2 separate regions of the Xenopus laevis genome follow, and region 1 is linked to region 2. A link is a contact called in public Hi-C data. All regions are on one chromosome and are shown on one strand. The core of a region is the stretch at or near the end of the contact, and the rest is flanking DNA. Distances in the headings are between cores, read along the strand shown.

The links. A called contact is a pair of places that touch in the nucleus more often than the background predicts.
Region 1: a contact with region 2 is called in a Hi-C map of animal cap, with 6 times the contacts expected there. The contact joins the promoter of ssr3.L here to the enhancer-like site in region 2. A contact is called at or near these places in 2 of 4 Hi-C or Micro-C datasets (the XL177 cell line and animal cap).

What each region holds. Positions count from the first base shown.
Region 1 is chr5L:124,094,909-124,101,999 of Xenopus_laevis_v10.1, reverse strand. ssr3.L (signal sequence receptor, gamma (translocon-associated protein gamma) L homeolog) reads right to left here and starts at 2,398. Exons shown (of 5, transcript NM_001086847.1): 1 at 2,261-2,398; 2 at 1,724-1,850; 3 at 583-681. The coding sequence starts at 2,393.
Region 2 is chr5L:123,922,491-123,929,483 of Xenopus_laevis_v10.1, reverse strand. No RefSeq gene overlaps it. Among protein-coding and RNA genes, the nearest start is that of LOC108717039, 16 kb to the right of the region's middle. Within about 2 kb of position 5,648, at least 5 of the 7 cell types and tissues checked have an H3K27ac peak or open chromatin away from gene starts, as enhancers often do. A contact at or near this core is called in animal cap, where this site is marked.

The DNA.
Region 1 (7,091 bases), core at 1,149-3,648, 180 kb before region 2:
GAATTGCAAGAATGTTTTCTATCCTGCTATATTATCATGCAGTTAAAATGTGCCTTACAATTCTCAAGCATGCTATTTGCTATTAACATTATTATAGTCTGTGTCGTATTTTTTTAAAAAAAAACATTTTCATGATTACAATATACTAAGCTATACGCTTTATATGCTAGACCAGCCAAACCAACATTTGCTAGATGATTTCCCTTCTCCTTTAACAAACCTGCCAATGGCAAAAGCACTTATTGAGATAATGAAGCTCCCACCAAACATTTAGGGGGTTATTTATCAACGGTCGAGTTGTTTTTTTCCACGAGTTTTCAAGGGTATTTTTTAGTTAAAAATAAATTTTTTAGATTTATTAAGCGATTTGTTTTTTTTCTGCCAAAAACTTAATCAATTTGAGTTTTCAGGTTGTTAGCCCCGACTTCACTAATTTAAGTTTTTTACATTAGAAACCAGTGAGTTCATTCGAGGTCTAAAAAAATAAAAATTGAAACACGCTTCATTATACTAAAGGTTATAAACTGCTGCTCCTGCCGCGCATATATAACTTGCACTATGTTATACACAGGCAGCGGTTACCTTTCATCTTTCTCTTTTCGGGACATCTTCCGGTTATCTGCTTCTGAAAGTTTTCGCGTCACTTCTCTAGAAACGGCATCTTCACGTTTCTGCGCCACCCTGCGCATGCACACACAAAGCAAAACATGCAACAATGATCAAACATTAATACTAGGGATATATATTCTCATTTGCAGAACAAAAATACAGAATGGCTCCCATTAAAGGAAAACTAAGGGATAGCTAGTTATAATTCTAGTCACCCTCCCCCCCAAACCGCCACTGAGGACCCCCCTAATTGCCCCACTTGTTGGTTCTAAAATGCAGAGTAGCATCGCAGGGTTTGTGGGCACCAGGTCCCATGCCTAGTGATCTTGCTTAAATGGGGTTGATTTTTTTTTTAGTATGATGTAGAGACAATTTGCAATTGGTTTTCATTTTTTTACGGTTTGTGGTTTTTGAGTTGTTTAGCTTTTTATTCAGCAGCTCTCCAGTTTGCAATTTCAGCAATCTGGTCGGAAGGGTCTACATTACCCCAGCAACCATGCACTGATTTGAATGAGACTGGAATATGAATAGGAGAGGCCTGAATAGAAAGTTGAATAATAAAAAGTAACAATAACAATACATTTGTAGCCTTATAGAGCATTTGTTTTATATGGGGTCAGTGACCCCCCATTTGAAAGCTGGAAAGAGTCAATGTGGTTTGCAGGAAAAAAAATCAGAATTTCACAATTTTTTTTGGATTTTCCACCCAAAAAACTTTGTATGTTTTTTTTTCCCCGAAAACTTTGAAATCTTCGGGGTATTGCACAAAACACAGCGCACATCAAAAAAATCATTGGGACTTCCCCATTGAATTATATGCACCATCGACAGGTCTGAGATGCCGGATTTTCTGATTCAGACTTTTTCCATCCTCAAGGCATAATAAATTCCGAAAAAGTTGTGCTTTTTTAAAAGTCCCATTTTTTACTAAAAAAAATAACCCCCTAAAATAGAAATTAAAGGTGAACCACCCCTTTAAACTAATCTGCATCTGGCTTCAACTGCACATGCTCTGAGTCAGCGACTATTATTCTTAATAACCAGGTACTGCACACAGGGCATTTTTAAGCATTCCCATTTCAGTAGGTCATTCAGACAACCAAGCAAAACCTACTTGTGTTTGAGGACAAATTTAACATTCTTGTATGCAAAAGCCACAAGGTAAGTGCTGACCAGCGTCATTACGGCATATAACACAGCCGACTGCACAAGATCCATGTGCCATATCCTCCAATACAGCCCTAAAACACAAAAAAAAAACAGGTATTGTGTAGGCGATATATATATATAAAATATACAAGAACCATGAATATCTTGTAAAATATATCCTTATAAACGGTGACTAGTGATGTCATCAGTTATAAACGGTGAGTAGTGAAGCCATTTGTCACATGACTAATTGTGTATTATAATAAATAAAGTACCCCTTGTTGGAAAATGTGAGGATATTAGAAGTTACCTGGGAGTTCCATGACCTTGCTGACATACAATATCCTTATATTTTACAATAGGGGGTACTTTATTGTGCGTGACAGAAGGTGGGATGTTAATAAGAGAAGGACAGCAAGTTACAGAAGGAAAGCTTGTATTAATGAGGGGACAGGGAGAAGAAGAACCCCGGGCTGGTCCTCTGCGTTGTTGGGATACTTACAAATAGGAATTGCAGACACGATGAAAGCATTGCCATAAAAAAGCGCTGACGATTTAGCCGACAGGTTGCGGCTGAAATCCTGCAAGAGCAGATCTTCCTCGGACTGCTGCTTGTTACCACCTTTCGGAGCCATGGCCGGTATGAGAAAGAATGAACAGGAGAGACACGTCTCACACTGAATGACTCTCCTCAGCCACCGTCCAAGAAATCTCCGCACTGATTCGTCAGCACTCAGGGAGCGGAAGCGCTTGAAACATGGGCGGGGTTAGAATGAACTTGCCAGCCGGGCGCCTTTGCTTCCGCATACGGGGCTGTGTGGGCGTGTCCGAAGTGAATAGGGAGTTGGGAAGTTTGAGGGCTGGGTTATTTTTTTTAAATGAATAGAAAATATGCGCTACGTAACGTTTGTCTCTTATGTTGGCTCTGTTGAAATCAGTAGGCGCTGTTATTTTCCGCATCATGAACATTTATTTCTCGTTTGTTTTTGACGTATTTGTGAAAATGCTGCTCATTAAATCCTCCTGTTAAAACAACCAGTGGTATGAACGTTTCTTCTGCTGCTAAAAACACGTCAGGCACATTTTAGAAATAGACATGATTTAAATAGAGCTGCTAAAACTTCTATTATAGTTTGTTCAGGTGGGTGTGTGCCAGCTTAGAATAAATGGGTGTTTTTGGCAAACCTGAACAATTCAGGAGTGTCACAGGGAAGACCACCATGATGTGGCACCCAAGATGGCTGTGGCAGACTTGGGAGTTATAGCTGCAGGGAAAGCAGCAGATTCATGTTTTCTTGTGCCAACCTTGAGACAGACACACAATGATGACTTATATACTACTACTAGCCCTGTCCCTAGGGTTGCCCTTTAATGTAGCCATTGGCCCGTCCACCTAAGCCCTCAACCAGGGCCGGAACTAGGGGTAGGCAGAAGAGGCACCTGCCTTGGGGCGCATGGGGGCACCAGGCACGTACCTGTAAAACCATCTTCTTCCTACCTCTAGTCCCTGTTTGCTGCCCTGTGTCCTGGTCTCCTCCCTTTATATGATCTCTCCTCCCTCTCGATGCTCTCCCTCCCCTCACTCCCCTACCATCTGACACTCTCCCATCCGACGCTCTTCCATCATTCCCCTGACTTCCCCTATGCTACTTGGTTGCGTTCGGGCATGCATTCACGTACAGATGGAGCGGGCTGGCTGGCCGGGTTGCCTAGTGTCAGGGAGCCGGGAGCTCCCTCCAGGGAAGGTAGTCAGGATCAAGGAGGAAGCCCTCTAGTGGGAGCAAGGTCGTGGTATCCGAAGGGTTAAGCAGAATCAGTAGTAGTGGTCACAGGCAGGAGTTAACGAGGGCAGGCAGATCAGATGCAAATATCAAGAGTTCAGGCAGGGGGTCAGAACCAAGGTAGGAGCTAGAAACAGACTGGGAACAGGCTGGAAACAGGCTGGAATCAGGCTGGAATAAGGAATCAGGAAACACAAACAGGAACCCAGGATTAATGGCAGCAAATCCTATTCTTGGGCACCGTCACAATGTTTTGGGCGCCCTTTTATGACGAGATCCCGGCACCAGTGATGACATCATCATGCAGCGACGCTGCAGCCATGTGTTCAGCATCGGCGCCGCCATCTTGGATCTTCACTGTGACCGCCGGGAATGTAAACAGCGCCGTCGGGTACTTCTGACAGTCCTGACACCTAGGGCATCTGGTCTGCTTGGCCCGGCACTGCCCTCAACCAGCCTAGATCTTACCGTTTTCCGATCTCCGCCTTATAGATCCCTGCTGCGGCATAGCCATGACCCCTTTTGACATCACCCAACCCTTGTGACATCATGATCCGCCCCCGTCTCCGGTAAAAATTTGCGCAAAAGGTGGCAACCTTACCTGTCCCTCTCTATTGTCACTGGTGTGGTTTTGTGGGCTGTTTCAGAAATTAGGTTAGGACAGTACAAGGAAGTAGGATTGTCACCTTTTCTGGAAAAAAATACCGGCCTTCCTATATATTTATCTTTTTTCCCTATTAATAACATTGGGATCAACCATCATTTTTACCAGCCAGGCCGATAAAATACGGGTCAGGTGGCAACCCTACAAGGAAGGTCAGCAAGTCAGGCCTGCTACCCACCCACAGCCCACTGCAGAAGAGAACATTCTTTTTTAGTGGAAATGTAGTTTTCTTCATTATACCTTTTACTTGAATTTGCTAAAAAGGTTTAAGGCCTTCGCACACGTCATCAATACCCAGTGGTGATCATGTCTCAGGTGCTGTTCATTCTCTTGCTCTGCTCCTTGTCCAAGAGGAATAAGCAGAAGGAGATCATCACGGCAGTGTTTGGTGAATTGGTAGTCTACTAAAATAGAATATTCAGTTAAAAGGTATAGTGAAGGAAATTCAATTTTCAACTAAACTGGTTGTTCAGTTGAACAGATTTTTCAAATAAAAATTCAGCAAAACATAATAGATGTGGAATGTGCAGAAATGCAGTATTCAGTTACATGAAATATTTTGTAAAATGGATTGTAAAGATAAATTAATTATGTGGCAAATCTGAACATTCAACTATATAGAATGTTTACTCTCCATAAATACTTTATACTAGGAGTACAGAAAGAATTAATTACTAAAAGCTGAAATCATGTAGGGAGATGCTTGAGCATACAACCATACATGTGTGTGTGTGTGTGGGGTGGGGTGTTACGTGAAGTTACTTAACTGTTTTGTTTTTTGGAGGGTGAGAAAAATAAAACTGAGACTTGCTTTTTGACCTCTGGACAAGTGATCAGTAACTTTGTGAACTGATTGTAAGGTGCTTGCCTTCACCTGCTCTGGGTCAGTGCAGATTTTAGTGCATTTAAGTGGGAGTGGATCTACTAATATAATTGGCTGCATGGACTGCATTATGTATACTTTTCATATTGATTATTATTTTACTATTATTATTTTAAATATTGAATGAAATCTTTAGCTAACAGTACAATTTAAAAAGACATAGGGGGGAAATTTATTAAAGGGCGAAGTGGCGAACGCTGGCAAAAATTCGCCAGTGTGACGTCATTTTGGCACTTTGCAGATTTACGGTAGCTGGCGTAATTTTGCCAAGGTGATAGACTCTGGCGCAACTTCGCACTCTTACGCCAGACAAATTTTCGGTCTGGCGAAAGAGCGTTACTTCGCAAATTCAGTTTTTGATTTTACTGACCATACCTTTATCGCCAGACTTGCCTTCGCCATCTCAGACCAGGTGAAGTGCAATAGAGTAGATAGGAGTTCCTCAAAAAAAGTTGAAAATTTCCCAAAGTCCCAAAAAACGCTGGCGTTTTTTCCTATTTAAAGGGTGATAGACTGAAAAAGATCGTAAATTTTTTTTGGGGTACCCTCCTTCCCACTTACATTTGCTAACATATAGCACCTAAACTATACAGTGTCGGACTGGCCCGGCGGGACACCGGGAAAATACCCGGTGGGCCCGACCCTCATGGCCCCCCGCCGGGCCAGAACCCCTCTCTAAATATTTATATTTAAAAAAAATAAATAAAAATAAGCGGCGCTGTTGCGCATGCGCACCGAGCGGCTTCCTTGCTCGTCCCCGGCGCGTCACAGTGGGGGGACGGGTGGCCGGAGGGGGGCCCTCGGCAACAGTCCCGGTGGGCCCCGGTCCCCCCAGTCCGACCCTGAAACTATACTGTGGACACATGTGTAGGGCATTATAACAACTTTATATAATTTCATTAAGGTTCCCTGGCCTTGTGTAGTGTAATGTATTTGCTGCCGCATATACGGCCATTGTACTTTAACTGCACACCGTATGCTAATTAGCCAACGCTAGCGTAACTTCGAACTGCTGAGCGTAATTTCGCCAGCATTAAGTACCCTGTTCAGTACCCTGTGCGCAACTTCGGATCTTCGTGAATTAGCGTTGTCCAGGCGAATTTTCGCCTGGCAAAGCGTTGAGATGTGCACAAAGCCAGCGCTGGCGAATTTTCGCCGGCTAGTGAATTTGCCCTATAATGTTTACTGGAATGGAACAGGTAATATGAACATTTAATTGAATGTATAGTGAAACTGAAAGCACAAGTAAATGAAATTTAGAAAAGTTCAAGTAAACAGATTATTTGGTGAAACTGAAAGTTTTGTGAAACTGAATGTTTTAGAATGTCTACTGGAAGGGATTATTATCCCAAATAATCCATTTCAACATTGTTATGCAGCTCTATTAAAATTCAAGATTTTTCAGTGACTCAAGAAGATTGGGGCAAAAAAACCCAGAAATATTTCAGTTTGTATTTTTCAAACCTGAGTTAAACTAACAGTATTAAAATTCAGTGAACACTGCAGTGCTGGGAACCTGGATTCAACTCCAGACAGGGCGCTGTTTACAAGGAGTTTAAAAGTTTTCCCATTGCCTAAATATGCTTCCCCCCTACATTTTAAAAAATAAAGAAAGTTAATTGTCTCTGACAAAATAATTGTCTCTGATCAAATAAATTTTAGTTTGCGTGAATGTGATATGTATGGAAGAGCACTGGGGCCAGCAAAAAAAAAAATTCTAATGAATTATCACTTTTAAAACTCAAAATTTTGACTTTAAATCTCATAATTATGACTTTAAAAAGTCGAAATTTTTTTTAAAGTCATAATTATGAGATTTAAAAGTCATAATTCATCTTTTTTTATTTATTTTTTGCTGGCCCCAGTGCTCTTCCTTAGATATGGACCTTAAATTGTAAGCTCCTGGGGCAGAGAATGATGAATAATCTTTGTAAAGTGCTGCAGAATATGTTGGTGTAATATAAATAAAGGATGATAATAATAATAATAATTATCGAAATGAAAG
Region 2 (6,993 bases), core at 4,399-6,898:
TAAAATACTGCCGCCCTAGGCCCGGGCCTTGGTGGCCTCTCCACAAATCTGGGCCTGGTTGGGCATAGGGTTGCCACCTTTTCTGGAAAAAAATACCGGCCTTGTTATATATTTATCTTTTTTCCCTATTAAAAGATTGGGATCAACTTTCATTTTTACCGGCCAGGCTGGTAAAATACCAACCAAGTGGCAACCCTAGTTGGGCAGCATGCCACCCTCTACATCCTGCTGCCCTAAGCAGGGTCGGATCCTCATGGGCCCCCGCTGGGCCAGACCCCTCTTCCGATATTGGAAATGGCAGAATTTTTTTTTTCGGCGTCGTGCAGCACATGCTCGCCTTCATGCGTGGGCCGGGTGGCGCAGAGAGGCACCTCACAGTAGGGGGACCGTGGACAGCGGGTGGCCTTTCCACAAATATGGGCCTGATGAGATTATCTCTATGTTTTTCAGTTGAACGACATGCTAATATCACTAAATATTAACATAAAAGGTTAATATGATTAGCAGTGCTTTTTATTGACGGGTTTTCCCCTAATACATACACACAAACGAATAATGCTATAGCGCCACTGAAATATGCCTACACGGTACAGTTCTGCTTTAGACGCAAGATATTCTGAGAGATACATGGAAATGCCGCCATGCGAGTCACTATTAACAGCAGTAACAGCAATATAAGTAGGGACAATCTCCACACGAGAACTTTCCCTAGAAACGAGGGCTAATTGTCAGCAATTGCCTGTATCACGCCTGACAGGCTGCCTGTCCAACACAGAGGAGGAGGCTGAGTCACCCGCTGGGCGGGCAGGGTACAGGGACGTGTCACTCTCTAGTTCTTATCATATTCATGAGCGAAGGTGGAGGTGTGCTTCTAGTCGCATTTCCCTGATGCGTGACAGTTCTGTTTCACACTTCCACGCGTGCATATTTATGTTGAGCTCAGGGACAGTTGTCACGACATCGGCGGGTTGATACGGAACAAGGAAAGAGCGTGTTAGGTCTCTGCTCGCACATAGTACACTCCAAGCAGCGCGAGGTGCACTCCCCTACTCCGCACATAATAATGAATTCCAGCAGCAGGCGGCCGGCCATTGTAACCTTCAGACCTGAACCCATCAATTCCATTGCAGATATCTTCTTAAAGGAGCTGCAAAGAACAGGAAATCGTACAACAGTCTCTCTCTTTCAGCTATATATGAATTTCAAAATATAGTCCCCACTCCCCACCCCTTCAGGGGTATTTTTATTCTGTAACCCTTGTTTGCAACATTATTGTAAGACCCCAAGAGGTTAGAAATTAAAGGGGTAGTTCACCTTTAAGTTTACTTTTAGTATGATACAGAATGGCTAATGCTAAGAAACTTTTCAATTGGTCTTAATTTTTTTCATTTTCTTTATAGTTTTTTTTAATTATTTGGCTTCTTCTGACTCTTTCTGGCTTTCGAATGGGGGTCACTGACCCCATCATCTAGATAAAAAACAATTCTCTCTAAAGCTACCGATTTATTGTTTTTGCAACTTTTTTATTACTTAGGGTAGTACTGCACGGACGTTTTCAGCGTGATTCGATGCGCTGCGACAAAACGCCAGTGTCAAATCGCCACGACACATCTGCATCCGACAGTCGTGGCGCATCGGATCATCTGAATGCATTCATTTACCTTATTTCCGTCGCATGCGATTTGACGCTGGCGTTTTGTTGCAGCGTGTCGGATTATGCCGAAAACATCCGTCCTACCCTTGTTATTTACTTATGTTTCTATGTCGGCCCTCTCCTATTCAAATTCCAGTCTATTTTTTATATCAATGCATGGTTGCTAGGGTCATTTGGACCCTAGCAACCAGATTGCTAAAATTCAGATGCTCAATAAAAAGATGAATAACCCAAAAACCACAAAGAATAAACAATGAAAACCAATTGCAAATTGTCTCACAATATCATTCTCTGCTAAAAATCACCCCTTTAAATTAAAGTTAAGTTAACTTTAGTATGGCCAATTCTAAGCAACTTTTCAATTGGTCATCATTATTTAATTTTTATAGTTTTTGAATTATTTTCCATCTTCTGGCTTTTTCCAGCTTTCAAATAGGGGTCACTGACCCCCATCTAAAAACAAATGCTCGGTGAAGTCATTGTTATTGCTACTTTTAATTACTCATCTTAATAGTCAGTCCCTCTCCTATTCATATTCCATTCTCTTATTCAAATCAATGGTTGCTAGGGTAATTTGGAGCCTAGCAACCAGATCGCAAAATGGAGAGCTACTGAATAAAAAGCTAAATAACTCAAGAACCACAAATAATAAAAAATGAAAACCAATTGCAATTTGTCTCAGAATATCACTCTCTGCATCATACTAAAGTTAACTCAAAGGTGAACAACCCGTTAACATAAAGCACGTAAGGTTACTTGTTGATACCAATAATTGTGGATCGTTTTTAAAATGTTGCAGTAATTATCTGCAGATTGTATAATCTTCACAAGAAACAGGTATTGAGACTCAATTCAGATGCTAGTATATAAACCCATCAGGATCTCTTATTATCACATATAAGGATGTGGGGGGAGGAGGTGTGCTTCTAGTTGCATTTCCCTGTTGCGTGACAGTTCTGTTTCACACTTCCACACGTGAATATTAAAATATCATTACTATCCTTTATATAGTGCTCAGAAATTTACAGATATCCATTGCCAGGCATACATACAGCACAGGGCCCATGCAGGATTAGTTTTGGTGTCCCTGATTTCCCAGGTTCCCTGGGCAGCTGCACTAACGGTACATCAACACCTGCAGAAAATGCTCATCATTCTCTCCAGTATGTCCACTAGTAGGTACAGTTTTCTCACACAAATAGACAATAATTAAATGTCTAGGAAGTGTATTTATTTTTTGTGAGCTAAAGGACATTTTGTGTGTAATTTTATTATAGCCAAAACTGTTGCCAAACAGTGTTGTGTCTAAATATTATTTATAGAGGCAACTGAAACTTCCCCTTTTCTTTAAGAGACTTTTTTCCTCATCAATTTTCTGCATGAATTTAGGGACACGCTGAGAGTGTGCGCATACCTTCCCAATCTGTACAGTGTTCCACAGTGAACTTCGACAGGCAGCCAGGGTAGCCAAGCAAAACAGCTGCACAACACATTTATCCTCTCCCAGTCATGACTGAGCAGAGCACCCATCACAGCAATGGCCACTGCTCATTTTCAGTGTGACAGTGCAGCATGAAGGCACTTGCTGTACTTCCATGGGCTGCTTTAAAGCAATGAAGATATGATTGGCAGCCATAGAGGGGCTACAGCAATTGCATAGCTATAAGACATAATAGCCACATCAGAAGATAAATATTATTCACCCAAAGGGAAGGGTGGGAGGTAGTTTGGAGACAGAATGAGCTGACGCCTCTAGAGAGATCTGGAAACAATAGTGAATATGGCATTGTTGTCCAGTTCAATTGACAGAGGAATACAGCCTTTGGCTTGCAAAGCTAAAGAGGATAGCCAATGCAACTGAGGCAGAAGATACACTAATGCAGTCATTGTTGAACTTTCCCAAGTAAGCCCACCTTTGGAGGTCAAACATTTGTTGGGACCCCATAGAGTCAACAGATTGGAAAATAGACAATCTTTTCAAATTTCAACCCTTACTGTCCTTCAGGCTGAGGTCCCCCTAACACTTCACTGCTCCAGCCACCCCAGCAGACCTACAGTTTGACACTGCACTAAAGCAATGTGCCCACCCATCTAGAGCTGCTGATTGGCACTCACTCCAGAGCCAGACACTGGGCAAACACTACAATTTTCAGTACTGCACAATGCTTGTTACTGCCCCCCCCATTAAGATACACATGCCACACAAGCAACATGATTTTGTAAAGATGGCGCCTGACACAGCCAACTTTAGATTTGCAGTGTGTGGAAACACTTATGTTTTATTTATTGGGTCAAGGTCACAAAAGCAAATATTTGTACTTATTTTGAACAATTACACTCACTTAAAAATACTTCTGTATTTTGTCTGTTTGCCTTTCTTTGCCCTGATCCTGTATTTGCTAAATCCTGGGGGAAATTCCCATTCAGAAATAGCTCTGTTTGTCAAACATGTCACCATTTCCATTAATTTGGTGCTGATTCCTTGTACTACTATCACAAAATGTGAAACCTTCCATTCTATATTATCTTTCTGCCCTCATAACAATAGCATCATGTGTTTTGTGTTTTCAGGCCAGACTGGCAATCTGTAGGTTCAGGCAAATGCCAGGACTGCTGTAAATTTCCATAGACAAGTTACACTATATATTGGGCTTGTGGGGGTCTGTTTGGGCCAGGGAATATTCACCGCCCCTGAACATTTAAGGCGAACTTTGCAATGCTGCCCCCTGCACCTAACAGTCAGAGCTTCTGTGAGGGTTGAGGGGGTCGCATTGCTAGTGTATAGAGAGGGCAATTGTGCTCTCTGCACTAGAAAAGTCAAAATTCTGGTTTCAAAAAAATCTGATATTTGGTTCTTAGTTACCAGGAGTGGCTTTTTGCCACCCCTGGTAACGTGTGGGCTACTGCCACCTGAGGCTAGCTTCTTAATTGCCCTGGTTTGGGTCTCTATGTACTTGAAATGCAAGAGCTTATTTTGAATCTCAGTCAGGACATAAATGTCTTAATTGTAAAGCAGAGGCCTGGTTGGCACCTTCGGGCTCAATAACAGTGTGGGGCTGGGTGCAAAGTGCCAAAACAGGTGCAATTAGGGTTGCTGCCTTTTCTGGAAAAAAATACCGGCCTTCCTATATATTTATCTTTTATCCCTATTAATAACAGTGGGATCAACCATTATTTTTAACCGGCCAGGCCGGTAAAAAACCGGCAAGGTGGCAACCCTAAGTGCAACTAGGATTGCCACCTTTTCTTGAAATGCCAGGGCTTATTTTGAATCTCAATCAGGACACAAATGTATTAATTGTAAAGCAGAGGCCTGGTTGGCACCTTCGGGCTCAATAACAGTGTGGGGCTGGGTGCAAAGTGCCAAAACAGGTGCAATTAGGGTTGCCGCCTTTTCTGGAAAAAAATAGCGGCCTTCCTATATATTTATCTTTTATCCCTATTAATAAAATTGGGATCAACCATTATTTTTAACCGGCCAGGCCAGTACAATACCGGTCAGGTGGCAACGCTAGGTGCAACCCACCGACCCCATGATTAGCACCCGTAGGTGCATGACTTTGCCCAAACCCTGCCAGACGCTTGCAGCTAAATCAGGTGGGAATGCTGAGGGTGCCTCTCCTGCCATGATGAAGTGCCCCACAGACAATTATCATGGTGTGGTTTATTTAACAAACACAAAGCACAAGTTGTGTGACAGGACCCGTGTATCCTCCTCTCCCACTTGCTTCCCCATGGCTGTGATTGCTATGTATAGTACTGCAGTGTATATACATGCTCATGTACACTTGTGTGTGATTATTAAGTGGCTCACGACTATCCCCCCCGCACAAGATCCCTATGGAAGTCCCTGTCTGAAGCATGAGCCGCTCCCAGCTGACTGTACAACAGATACCCGGCTTCCTAATCAGCGCCAGGCTATGTGAGAAGCCCTCACGCCGTGTTCGTGTGATCAGGGCGATCCCTCCCACCACTGGGCTGTGCGCTTTGCACGCATCGCTCTCTGTGCTCGGGCTTGCGTGATAAGGCCAGGCTGTACACTGCATGCATTTCGTGCTGCCTCACAGCTGCCCTTTGAGCCCTTTTCCTGTGCTTGGGGGAAGAGGAGAGAAGAGCAGGTGATCGGAGGGTGGAGCAACGGCCAGTTATTGAGCTGCTCCCGGGTTGTAGTCACGCTATGCGTGTGGTGGATTATAGCACTAACCCACACCGACTTGCTATTTGTAGCACACACTTCACTTCTTGTTCTTACGGCTTGGGACACAACTTTGCGTGCAGCTCGCTCTCATGTGGCACGTATCCAGCAAAGGGTTAAAGGATATCCCTCACCAAGAAGTGGTTGTGTAAATAAGCAGGGAGGCTTGTAGTTTAGCAACAGCTGGGCTGTAAATTGGTCAGTGCTAAAGGCAACTGGGGTTAGAGAAGCTGGGGCAATGCAGGAAAGATTTGAGTGCTAGTGTACCATGGAAATGAATCAAGGAGGGATAGTACTGTATTACTATATTCATATAATGTAAAAGGGGTTGTTCACCTTTAAATTGTTTAGATTTGCAATTAGTTTACTTTTTTTTTATTATTATTTGTGGATCTTGAGTTATTTAGCTTTTTATTCAGCGTGTCTCTAGCTTGCAGTTTCAGCAATCTGGTTGCTAGAGTCCAAATTACACTAGCAAAAAAAAAAAGTAGCAATAGCAATAAATGTGTAGCCTTAGGGCTAGTCCACACGGGGAGATAGCGACACGTTTGCGGTCGCGGCGACAAAGCGCCGTGACCGGCGCAGGCGACAGTTTTGTATGGGCGCCTATGTAAAAACGCCTGTGCTAACCACACGAGGCGATGCGCTTTTCAACAGTCGCCTGAAAAAGCCTGGCGAGGCATTTTCAGGCGACTGTTGAAAAGCGCATCGCCTCGTGTGGTTAGCACAGGCGTTTTTACATAGGCGCCCATACAAAACTGTCGCCTGCGCCTGTCGCGGCGCTTTGTCGCCGCGACCGCAAACGCGTCGCTATCTCCCCGTGTGGACTAGCCCTTAGGGCAGGGGCACACGGCAGATTGGGGGAGATTTAGTCGCCTGGCGACTAATCGACTCTTCTGCGGGGAGACAGTTTGTCTGTGCTATTAATGTATATATACAGTAGCTTAACAGTATATATAAGAGATGATAATAAAGTTCAATAAATGACCTTCCAACTGTTGTTGAACTGCACCTCTGATCTGTATCACATGCATAGTTTAGATTTAGAGATGATGTCACCCTTGAAGTTGTTTGGGAGTGACGTCAGAAGCTTAGCATTGCCTGCATTCCAGCCGTAAAAGCCACACAATACAGTGCTACAGAT